2 separate regions of the Capsicum annuum genome follow, and region 2 is linked to region 1. Evidence: chromatin contacts called from public Hi-C data. All regions are on one chromosome and are shown on one strand. Each heading gives the region's core, a stretch centred on a gene start, on an enhancer-like site or on the middle of the called end of the contact. The rest is flanking DNA. Distances are from core to core; before and after follow the strand shown. Region 1 holds the start of LOC107842310 (putative [ribosomal protein S18]-alanine N-acetyltransferase). Region 2 holds the start of LOC107855661 (citrate synthase, glyoxysomal).

The links. A called contact is a pair of places that touch in the nucleus more often than the background predicts.
Region 2: a contact with region 1 is called in a Hi-C map of leaf, with 2.7 times the contacts expected there. The contact joins the promoter of LOC107855661 here to the promoter of LOC107842310 in region 1. A contact is called at or near these places in 2 of 5 Hi-C or Micro-C datasets (leaf and placenta).

What each region holds. Positions count from the first base shown.
Region 1 is chr9:192,429,383-192,435,073 of UCD10Xv1.1, forward strand. It overlaps LOC107842310 (putative [ribosomal protein S18]-alanine N-acetyltransferase), which reads right to left and starts at 3,614. Exons shown (of 2, transcript XM_016686076.2): 1 at 3,046-3,614; 2 at 509-912. The coding sequence starts at 3,289. The coding sequence ends at 683.
Region 2 is chr9:193,024,300-193,029,698 of UCD10Xv1.1, forward strand. LOC107855661 (citrate synthase, glyoxysomal) reads left to right here and starts at 3,740. Exons shown (of 13, transcript XM_016700679.2): 1 at 3,740-4,281. The coding sequence starts at 4,033.

The DNA.
Region 1 (5,691 bases), core at 2,364-4,863:
AAATATTTTCCATGCATTGGTTATTGTCGATCTGTTGACGGGCATATCGACGGCTGTCTCTATTGTATTTTAGATGTAATGAATTATAGTATTAAAATTGTTTACCTCTACTTGTAGAGGGACCTTTCACTTGTTCAAGAGAAAATGTGGACTTTCTTTTAGCTACCTGCCTTGCATATATTTGTTTTGCTACTATTATTTTCCTCCAAACATAACTTGGCAAGAAGATACTCATGCTTTGTTTTTGCATTCAAGCACTTCCCCTTTTTCAGTGTGTTTACTTATTTACGTTGTCAGATTGTAGTGTGTTTTTTAAAAACATTTCCTGTGGCCTTGTTTCAACTTGAGGCCATATTGCATATAACAATGGGTAAAATTGCTGCCTTACGACCATGACGTCACAGGTACAAGCCGTGGAAACAGTTTCTTACATAAATACCGGCTAAGACTACATACAAAAAACCATGTGGTTTGGCCCTTTCTAGGGCCCTCTGTATATAGAAAGTTCTAGTGCACCAAATTGCTCTTTATTGCATATAATAATGTTGAAAATTTCAAGGCTAGATGTGAAGGCATTTCTTTTCACCAGCTTTTACAAGGGAAGCTGACCAATCTCTACATAGAATATGAGACAGCTGCAAAATTATGGAAAAGATAAAGTTCCCTTTATTTCAGTATGCTATTATTCCATCTCAAAATCCAAATACATTCTGTAGGCATTTCTATCTGAAGAATAGTAGCCTTCCACAAGACTATCCACTTGGAAACCAAGTTTCTTATATAGCTGCATGGCTGCAATCCTTGTAGGATCTACATGAAGTGATATCCGGTGAACATTTCTTGTTCTGCATTTCTGCACTGCTGCCTTCAGCAATATCTCTCCATGGCCTAGTCCCCTGTAATTCTCTTTCACTAATGCCATTCCACAGGAAAGTAACATCAGTAAGCAATTATGAAAATATTTTAAATGTCAAAAATGAAGGAATATTGTAAATGAAACTCTTTCCCCTCTTTTTTCAACTTGTGATGATTCACTTAGGCCAGAGACCAATACGAAAAAAGACAGGCATGTAGCGGAAGCAAACTTTTTCTTACTGGTAAGGATCACGATAAGAAATTCATAACCACAGAAAGAACCAAAGTAATTCTTTAAAGAAAACAAAGAAAAATAATCATCACATGAAAGATGGTTCTTTCTTCAATGCAATGATGGACAATGCTTCCCCTGACTTATCAGGAATATTTACTGATAATATCAATTTACCTTCTGTCATTCTCTATAGTGATTCAATATGATGGCGTTCAGAGAAAGATTTAACTGAAATCTCACGCGAAACACCTTAAAAACAAGTGCTAGCTATTTCAAGATTTGTTCTTTCCTCAATAGTATATACAGTAAGCTTTAATTAGTTTGAGGGAGGACATATTTTGGTTAGGTATGATATAGCCTATGGAGTCATGCAAATCCTGAGCAGCTAAACTAAATGGCAGCATCTCTTTCACATTTGCTAAACACCTTGTTCAATTCTTCGTCCGAGAGGTGCCAGCAGGTCATTGTTAACATATCAGTTCCTCGGAGGGGAAAAATGCATAACACCACTCTAACTGAGAGACTTGGATCCTTCAAAAAAAAAATGATGCAGATTCCAACAGAAGCAATTTTTCTTACCTCTATGTTCGTAGAGATCAGAACTTGTTTGGCAAATGCATTCAAGCATATTCTTCTTAGAAAGACATCTTTTTTGTAGATGAACTACTCCAAAATAGGTATTTTTATCTATTGAATGTTCAAGTTATAGTCACATTCACACTTCTGATGTTCTTTCTCATACGCAAACATTAGCAAAGAGACGCATTTAAGTTCCTCGTGATTATAACTTGCTATCTTAAATCACATTGGTCACATCCAATCCTGTGAATTCTACCTCGTCGTGCAAAAGTTCATCCCCAACCTAATGTGGATCACACTGGTACAAGTTTCATAGACCAGTGTCAACTACCAATTGCAAGCACAGTAGTGCCTCTAGAAACGAAGTATCCTTGAATCTAATGATTCCTAATCTTTTCTCCATCCCAAAATCGATATGCTTAGCAATAGTTACACATGTTAGACAACTAATAGAGAGGCCATAGTTGTCATTTCGCCTGCTATTAAACTTATAGGCTCTTTTATAAATGTCGAGAAGTAATCTGACAGCAATTGAGCTGCAACTTCAGATAAACACTGTTAGATGGTAATGGATCAGATGCTACTTAGTAATTAAAGCATCTCAACTTTCCAACATACTGTTTCAACTTCAGTCCCAATCCAAGAATACCAAGAGTTACAATTAAAATTCCACACTAACCAACAAGAACTGATTAGCAAGGAACTACATCCACGATCCCATCACCTCAATTTTAGGATCTCTCAATCAATGAGTGCACTTTATCTCCTTACATTTAACAACAACAAGAACAATATATCCCGTGTAATGCCACAACTGGGGTCTGGGAAGGGTAACGTGTACATATTCTTACCCCTACCTTGCGAAGATAGAGAGGTTGTTCTTGATAAACCCTCAGCCAAACAATCTCATATAGCAGCTTAGAACCTATTTGAATGAGCTTATAACTTGCGACTTTAAAACAAGTACTTAAAAACACTTTTTATTTTCTCCAAACACTACAAAACAGCTTAAAAGCTATTTTAGCTTAAAAGCACCTAAAATAAGTAAATCCAAACAAGCTCTTAAGGCTCATTTGGCTGGTGAACCAGTTATCCTTATTAACCCACCCTCAATATGGGATTAAAAAACACTACAATTCCGGAATAACTAATTCCAACCAAACATGGAATAAACTCATCCTAAAATTATTCCAAGATTAGTTATCCCTTATCCCTCATACAAAACGAGTCCATAGAATCCGATCCAAGAATATTACTACAACTATAATGCCTCAATAATCAGATTAAATTCAATAATAAGACCAATTACTAACACAAAAATCTACACCCAAACAAAAAAAAGTATGCAAGATGAAAAGGAATTTTCTTATTCAAACCTGCTAATTTAGTGATGCAAGCACAAAGAGAAGAAGGCCAAGAGTACATAACATAACCAGCAACATCTCCACCCATTTGAATGTAAAGCAACCCACTGTTCTTCTTTTTCAGTTCTTCATCAAAAGATCTAGCTAATGATTCGTGTTTGGGGAAAATCTTTTTCTCTATTCTCACTATGTCTTCAACTAATTTAGACCAATTTGGTGAATTTCTTTGTAATTCAATTATTACTCTTGTTACCATTTTTCTTGGATTTCCTATTTCTCTGTTGTTGCATTAGGTTAACAAGAATCAACTTTCTGACCAAAAAAAAAAAAAAACACAAGAATCAACTTGTATAATGGGTCGGGTATTTTTTGTTGGAGAGGACAAATATAACACCTAAAATTAAAATAATTTAATAAAATTAATTTTAAATTTAAAAATTCAATAAATAGCAACCATCATAATCATTTATACGTAGTCTCGCAAATTAGGTTTCTTTCTTTTTTCAGTCTAACCTGCAGAAGTACTTTTGAATACCCACTTTAAATTTAACTAGCTGTTTCTTGTGCTTAATTGTCTTTTTTGTGTGTTTATTGTTCAAGTAACTAATGACCTTATATGCTCCCTTAGTTTCATTTTATTCGTTTTAAATTTTTTAATTTATTATTCCATTTTATTTTATCTTTTTTACTTATCAAGACGAGATAATTTTTTTTTTGTATAATTAATTACTCCTTATTATTAGTATTCTTGAAAAAGAAAAACGTTGCAAAGATAAGTACCATTAAAAGTACACTATTAAGAATATAAATGGTGTTTTGGTATTAGTCATCCATCAGTATTCAAACTAACAACAAGACACAATTAAGAGGGGCAAAATGATAAAATTACATTACCAATCATTATTTTCTTAATTGATGTATCATTTCAATTTAGGACGGATAAAATGAGACGGAGAGAGTATTAAAAAGTAACTCTTTTTCAATCCACAACAAAGTCTCTCTCTTTATTTTTTATTTTTTTTAGGCTAAACTCAAATCCTCTCTTTTGTCACTTTCTCTCTCTTCTTCTTCTTCGTACATTACACCATCTCTGTAACTCCATAGCTATTTTCTTCTTCGTACATTACGTTATTTCTGTAACTCCAAAGCTATTTTTCTCTTCTATACATACATTCACTTTCTACAAGTCATCCTCTATTTCTCTTCTTCAGATTCCTCTGTAAAAGGTGTATTTATGTGGTATATATACTGTATCGACGTGGTATAAAAGTGCATCAATCTAGTATAAAACTGTATCAATGTGGTATTAAAGTGTATCAATGTAGTATAAAAATGTATCAATATGGTATAAAAGTGTATCAATTGGGTATAGAGTCTACATGCGATCGACGAACTAAATGACTAAAAATTGGAATTAAATTGGGCCGACTGGCTTCAATTGTCCAACTTTTAAATTGCTGGCCATTTCTTTTCAAAATGGCCAGCCCATGTCCTTTTCTTTTTTAAAAAAAAAATTACTCCGATTTTTAATTTGGGAAGAGGAACACTTTATAACACTTTTTAAAACAAATAGCCCAAGTTTGAAAACTTTCCAAAAAGTGGTCAGTCGGATATACTAATTCCGCTTTATAGTCATTTCCTAATTTGAGTCATTTTGGCCTACGTAGTCCATATACAATACTGATACAGTCTATATACAATATTGATACAGTATTCAACTTGGGCAACTCGGCCCTTTTAAAAATATTTCAATTTTTTTTTGCTATAAATTTTTTGATTGATCAAATATTCTATTTTTTCTTATTGTTTAGAAATAATTATTAAACTATATAAAAACGATATAATTGTTAAAGAGAATATGTATCTATATAAAATATATGTATATAAATTGTATAGTTCTATCAAATATGTATATGTATGAAATATATATAAAATATATATAGAAAGTGTATGAAAATTATATAATTATTGTATAAAATGTGTAAAAAAAAAAGTGCAGTTATTGTTTGGACTGTGTACATCTTACCCTCCCCAGACCCCACTTTGTGGGAATACACTGGGTATGTTGTTGTTGTTGTATTGTATATATTGTGTATCAAAATTGTATAATTTTCGAATAGAATATTTATGTGTATAAGATTTGTATAGAAACTGTATAGAAGATGCGTAGAAACGTTATAAAATAAGCCAGTAAATTGAAATGGCTAGAAAGTAAAATTTAAATTCAATGATCATTTTCATGAAAATAGTTTAATTTGAAGTGTCGTTTTATCCTTTCCCCTTTGAGTTTTGATTTTAATTAAGGATAGAAAGGTTATTTTAACAGTCACATGACATTTTCTCAATTAAAAGTCAGAAAATAATTTTTTTGATTTATTAAATATAGTCCTTCAAATATATATATATATATATGTGAGTTATTAATGTAGGATAGAAAGTATAGATCGTTTTACTTTAATTAAGAGTTAATACATAAAAATAACCCTAAACTTGACACCAAATTATAACTTTGACCTTAAACTTTGATAGTGCACAAATAGGACCTTTAACTATTTAAAACCTGAACAAATATGACCTCCGATTTTGCAACCCCATGCGTGAGTCTCACTTGCGCCTATGTGGAAAGGTAATCCAATCACACGATGCCACGTCGTTAAA
Region 2 (5,399 bases), core at 2,490-4,989, 600 kb after region 1:
TTTTAAAATTAAATGCATATTTATCATTACTATTATTATCATCAATAATTTTTATCTTTCCCTAATATGTAAATAAATTATATTTAAATATATTTTATAACATTTAAATTTTATAAGAGATAAGTTTGAAATAATATATATCTATTAGAACTCTTTAATTATTAGTTTTTATTTTTAAGATAACGAAAATCTTTTTTGTAAAAGGATAATTTATTCAAATTCAAATACTTAATTTTTCAATTCAAAATTTTTATTACAATATTTTTAACTTTGTCTTAAAATATTTTTTAATATTGTCTTAAAAATTGTCACGTGGCTATTTTAATAGCTTGACACGTGGCATCTTGTCTTGCTTATGTTTTACTTTTATATATATAGAGAGAGATTATATGCTACAAACTTTCTTGTTCTTTTTTTTGTTTTAGTTGATATAAACAGGCAATGAGTTCAATCATGTTTATATTTATATTTATAACTCTAATTTTAGAATATTGTGAATCTTTTAGTGCATTAATTATTTTGATCTACTTTGTACAATATAAAGGATTAAGATGAATAAGATTAATATCTTATTGTATTGATAAATATGAGGGGTTAAGCATTAGTTGAATGTTCTAAAATGGGAGGGAATTCAATTTTGATAGTGATTAATATTTATAATTTCATTCAAATTGAGTAAATTGAAAAAGTATGATAGGGTTGATCGAAAATAGAGTTGAAGAGTGAATATTCAAAACTATGAAGGACTAATCCATTTATTCGAAAAAATAATATACAATAAGATTCATTAATATTTGTTGGTCCATTATCATAAGAGAATAAGTGGATATTGTGAAATCATGCAAACAAGTTATGACTTTAGATAATGTTATAAGTTATTTATTGAAAAAACGGTAATAAGAAAATATATATGAGAGAGGGGAAATTGACTATTATTGAGACTTTACTCAAAATATTTGCCTTGACGCAAATATATTTTAAATTTATAAAAAATATACTATGACTAAGCTCGTGCAAAGAAATACAAAATTTACTTTGAAAGAAAAATCTATTAAGACAAGAAAAGAGAAGGGGAACTGCTTTCTTCCTTTTGATAAGAGGGTGCAAATTAAAATATTTAATATAAAATAATTTAAATTTCAAGTTAAAATTTTATAGAGAAGCCTCATGTGCATAACTCTAAAACATATCTTTCATTAGTTTTTTGTTTTTTCTAACCAAATTTAGAAGTAAGTCACTTAACTAATAATAATTATGTTAAATATACATTTTCTTTTGTAATTCTATGAATTTTTTACAAAATAAATCAATATAGATCACAATATTATCTAATATTCTCAAGTAATTATATTACAATATAATATTATTTGCACGTGGATACTAAATTTTGAAAAAAAATATTTAAATTTTATGTAATTAATGATATTAAGTTTAATATTTTAATAGTTATTTTTTATTTTGCATAAATTTATTAATTTCAAATATGTGAACGATATTGAATAAATTTTTTATTATATAAAATCAATAAGATAGTAATTTCTATAATTAATTTCATTTAATATCGACCGCGCATCGCGCGGGTACTAGTACTAGTTATTCCATTAAATGCACATTCTTAAGTATTATTACTATTGATTGGAGTTAATTACTCTTTCATTAAATTAGCAAGGTAAATATGAAAAAAGATGTTCAATAATCTTTTCATTCTTTAAATATGTCAATTATTTTGAAATAAAATTTTAACAAATATGTCAAGTAATATGAGACGAAAAAAGTAATTTTTAATATTTCTTTTCTTTTTTTTTTAGAAAAACTTCCATGTCAAATTTCACGATATAAAAATTTACGAACGATACAATTGCTGCCTATGAGTTACTGTTTTTCTCTAATTTCTTTCTCTTCCTCAAATTATTTTATTTTGTTCAGGTCCACTACCGATAAATGATGAATATTTTATCGGCCAGCGAAATTTGTTAGTTAGATTGACACGTTGTATGTGCGTAATATGATATTAAACCCGAGCCAAACTAACATTTCTTTTTTTAAAAAAAACACTTACGACTCATTTGTTTGCACTTAATGGAGGTATGAATCTGAATGATTCAGATTTCAGACCATTAATTACATTTATTTTTTATTAAGATTTTAGCTGTTAATAGGTTTGAATAGGTTAATCATTCAGATCTAGAATCAAGTCTTAATAGGTCTGAAGAGGTATTGTGGTGTTGAATAATATTCACCGTCACTCTATTCATAATAATCATCAGTCACCAACTCTGCCACCACCATCATTGTCAACCAGCACCCACCACCACCAACCACCTCCACCATCACAACCATCATCGACAACAAATATCGCTACCACACATACTACTTCTATTTTTCTAATTATATTTATCGCCACCACCAATGTCAACAGCACCACCATCATCAACCACTACTGGAATCAACTCATCTATCACAACTAGCACCACCGCTAATTACGACCACTAATACATCACAACCTCCACACATTCTTCGGCGACCACCACCATTGCCACTAGTAACGCTACCTCTACCATCACTTCAATCACTATCATCGCCACAATTTATCTCTACTAACAACCATCTCTACCATCACAACTAACGTCTCCAACTAGCATCAACACATCGTCAACCATCATGCATTCATTTTTCAACCATTACAATCAACACCTCCAACTACTAACATCAAGCAACGTCACATCATAACCAACACCACCACCACTATCAACCGCCACCATCATAACATCACTATAATACCAACCATCACAACTATCACCACTAATATTACTAATCACTAACATCAATCATTATCACCGCAACCACCATTATAAACCATCTCCACTATCACTAACAAACATAAATATTTTTTTCAATCAAATAATATAATTTTGTTGTATTAAATTACATATTTTTCTGATATATAATTAGTTTTTATTTTGAATTGTATTTTTTATTTTATTATATATACAAATAATTTTTTTTGCACATTCAGATATTGAAAAACAAACAGTTTTAATCATTCGGTTTTCATATTTAGAGATAATATCTTCATCATTCAGACGTGCATTCAGATTCAGAAGTCTGAATCTTAAAAAAAACAAATGCAGCCTTAAACTCGATCACATGCATAGGCTGCATAAGTGCCGATTTTTTTATTAACTATGTTAGTGTTAAAATTTTTAGTTAATACATATACGCTATAATTCTGTTTAATATTAATATTTTTTAAAAATTTATTTATAGTATTCAATATTTTTTTTTATAATATTATAATTTAATTTTAAGCCACAAATCAGTTAACCAACGTTAAACTAAGTTTCGACTTACACGATTAGTTTATGTAAAAAAAAAATAGTGAATACCTTTGCCAAAATCAATATGGGTTGTAACAGGGTAATTGAGATTTGTTCGTTGCTACTTAGAGATTTTGTGTTTGAGATCTAGAAAAAAAAATAAAAAATTGTCAGGAGCATTACTTTTAAAAATGATTTAGTATTGTATGAATTTAAATTTAATCAAATATAATGTACCATCAAATATTGAGGAAAAATACCTTTTTTTGTGGAAATTTTAGAAAAAAACTTTTATTTTTTAACTGTGCATCAAGTAAATCCGTTTCGTGCAATAACTTAAAAATCATACTAAACCACACTAACAAATGCTCGATACAAGAAGTTATAAATTGAGAAAGTTGCTGGCAAAGAAGAATTAATCTCATGTCTTTTACGTGTAAAATCACTCACTCAACTAACTTAAGGTAAAAAAAACCCAAATATTTGGATAATGAATTACCATGACACGTTGTAAAAAACATAAAAAGGAAAAAAACTACAAACAAAACAGATAGGACCATTTTCCCAGTAGTAATTCACCACAAATTGCTCATCAATTTCCCCACTTTTATTTCCATTATAACCTAAGATCAATAAATTCACACACGCAATATAATATAAACAACCAACACAGGATCATCAAACACAAAAATTTCTCTAGAAAAAATATACAAAAATGGAAAACGGAAATTCATCATCAACAATTGCTCGAGGAAGATTAGCGGTACTTTCAGCTCATCTCGCAGCTACTTCTTCCCTCAATATCTCCGATTCCAAACTTCTAGAAACTTCCGTCGTCTCCGCCGTTGTACCGCCGCCGCCGAATGTAAAAGGCGCTTTAACGATCTTCGATGAACGGACAGGTAAGAAGTATCCGGTTCAGGTTTCCGAAGAAGGCACTATTAAAGCCACTGATTTGAAGAAGGTAAATCATCAAATTCCAAATCTTCCTATGTTACTATTATTCCGCTTGAATTTTGATCTCGGTTTACTTTTACTTGTCACGTTTTTTTTATCGAGAGACAAATAATTTGTATCAACTTTGATCAATATTTTTGTTGTTTTTTTTATGTCATTAATATGAGAAAAATTGCAGATTATCCATTTTTTTGTATAGTTTTCAAAGATCTAGATTTTAAATATAAAGTATCGAGTTAATTTATTTTGATTTAGCATTGAATATTAGACAAATTGACTCTCGTGAAGCAAACGTGAGAAATAAAACTGAAGGTAACTACTACTGTGCTAGCTCTAATGTACTATTAAAGCTACTGAGTTGAAGAAGGTAAATCATCAAATTCCAATTCTTCCGATCCTATTTTATCTTTGTTTGTCACGTTTAACTTATCGAGAGTCAGTTTTGATCAATAATTTAAGATGTATTTTTTATTATCTCATTAATATGAGAAAAAAATGCAATTTATCATATACTGTTCGAAGATCTAAATTTTAAATGATGTTGAATTAATCTAATTCAATTTAGCTCCTAAAGATTAGTCAAATTGATTTTCGTGACAAATAAAAGTGAACTGAACGAGTACCATTGTGCTGGCTCTAGCAAGAAGTATCCGGTTAAGAAGGTACTATTAAAGACACGTATTTGAAGAAGGTAAATCATCACTTTTGACTCTAAGATGTAATTTTTCCACTTGAATTTTGATCCTCGACGATTTTTTCTTGTCAAGTTTTGCTTATCGAGAGTCAATTTGTTTCATTTCATTTATATGAGAAATACTGCAGTTTATAGTTATTTCTTTTTTATATAATTTTGGGAGATCTAAATTTCAAATGTAAAGTATTGAATTAATCTAATTTAATTTAGCTTTCAAGATCAGTTAAATTGACTCTCTAATTCCTAATCTTCGGATGCAATTTTGATCTCTGTCTACGATAACGACGATTTTTATCCTCCATTTATTTTTAGTTGTCACGTGTGGCTTATCGTGAGTCAATCTGATATGAATCTTGATCAATATTTTAAGATGTATTTTTTTTAATCTCATAATATAAGAAATATTGAAATTTATAGTTTTTTCTTTTTAT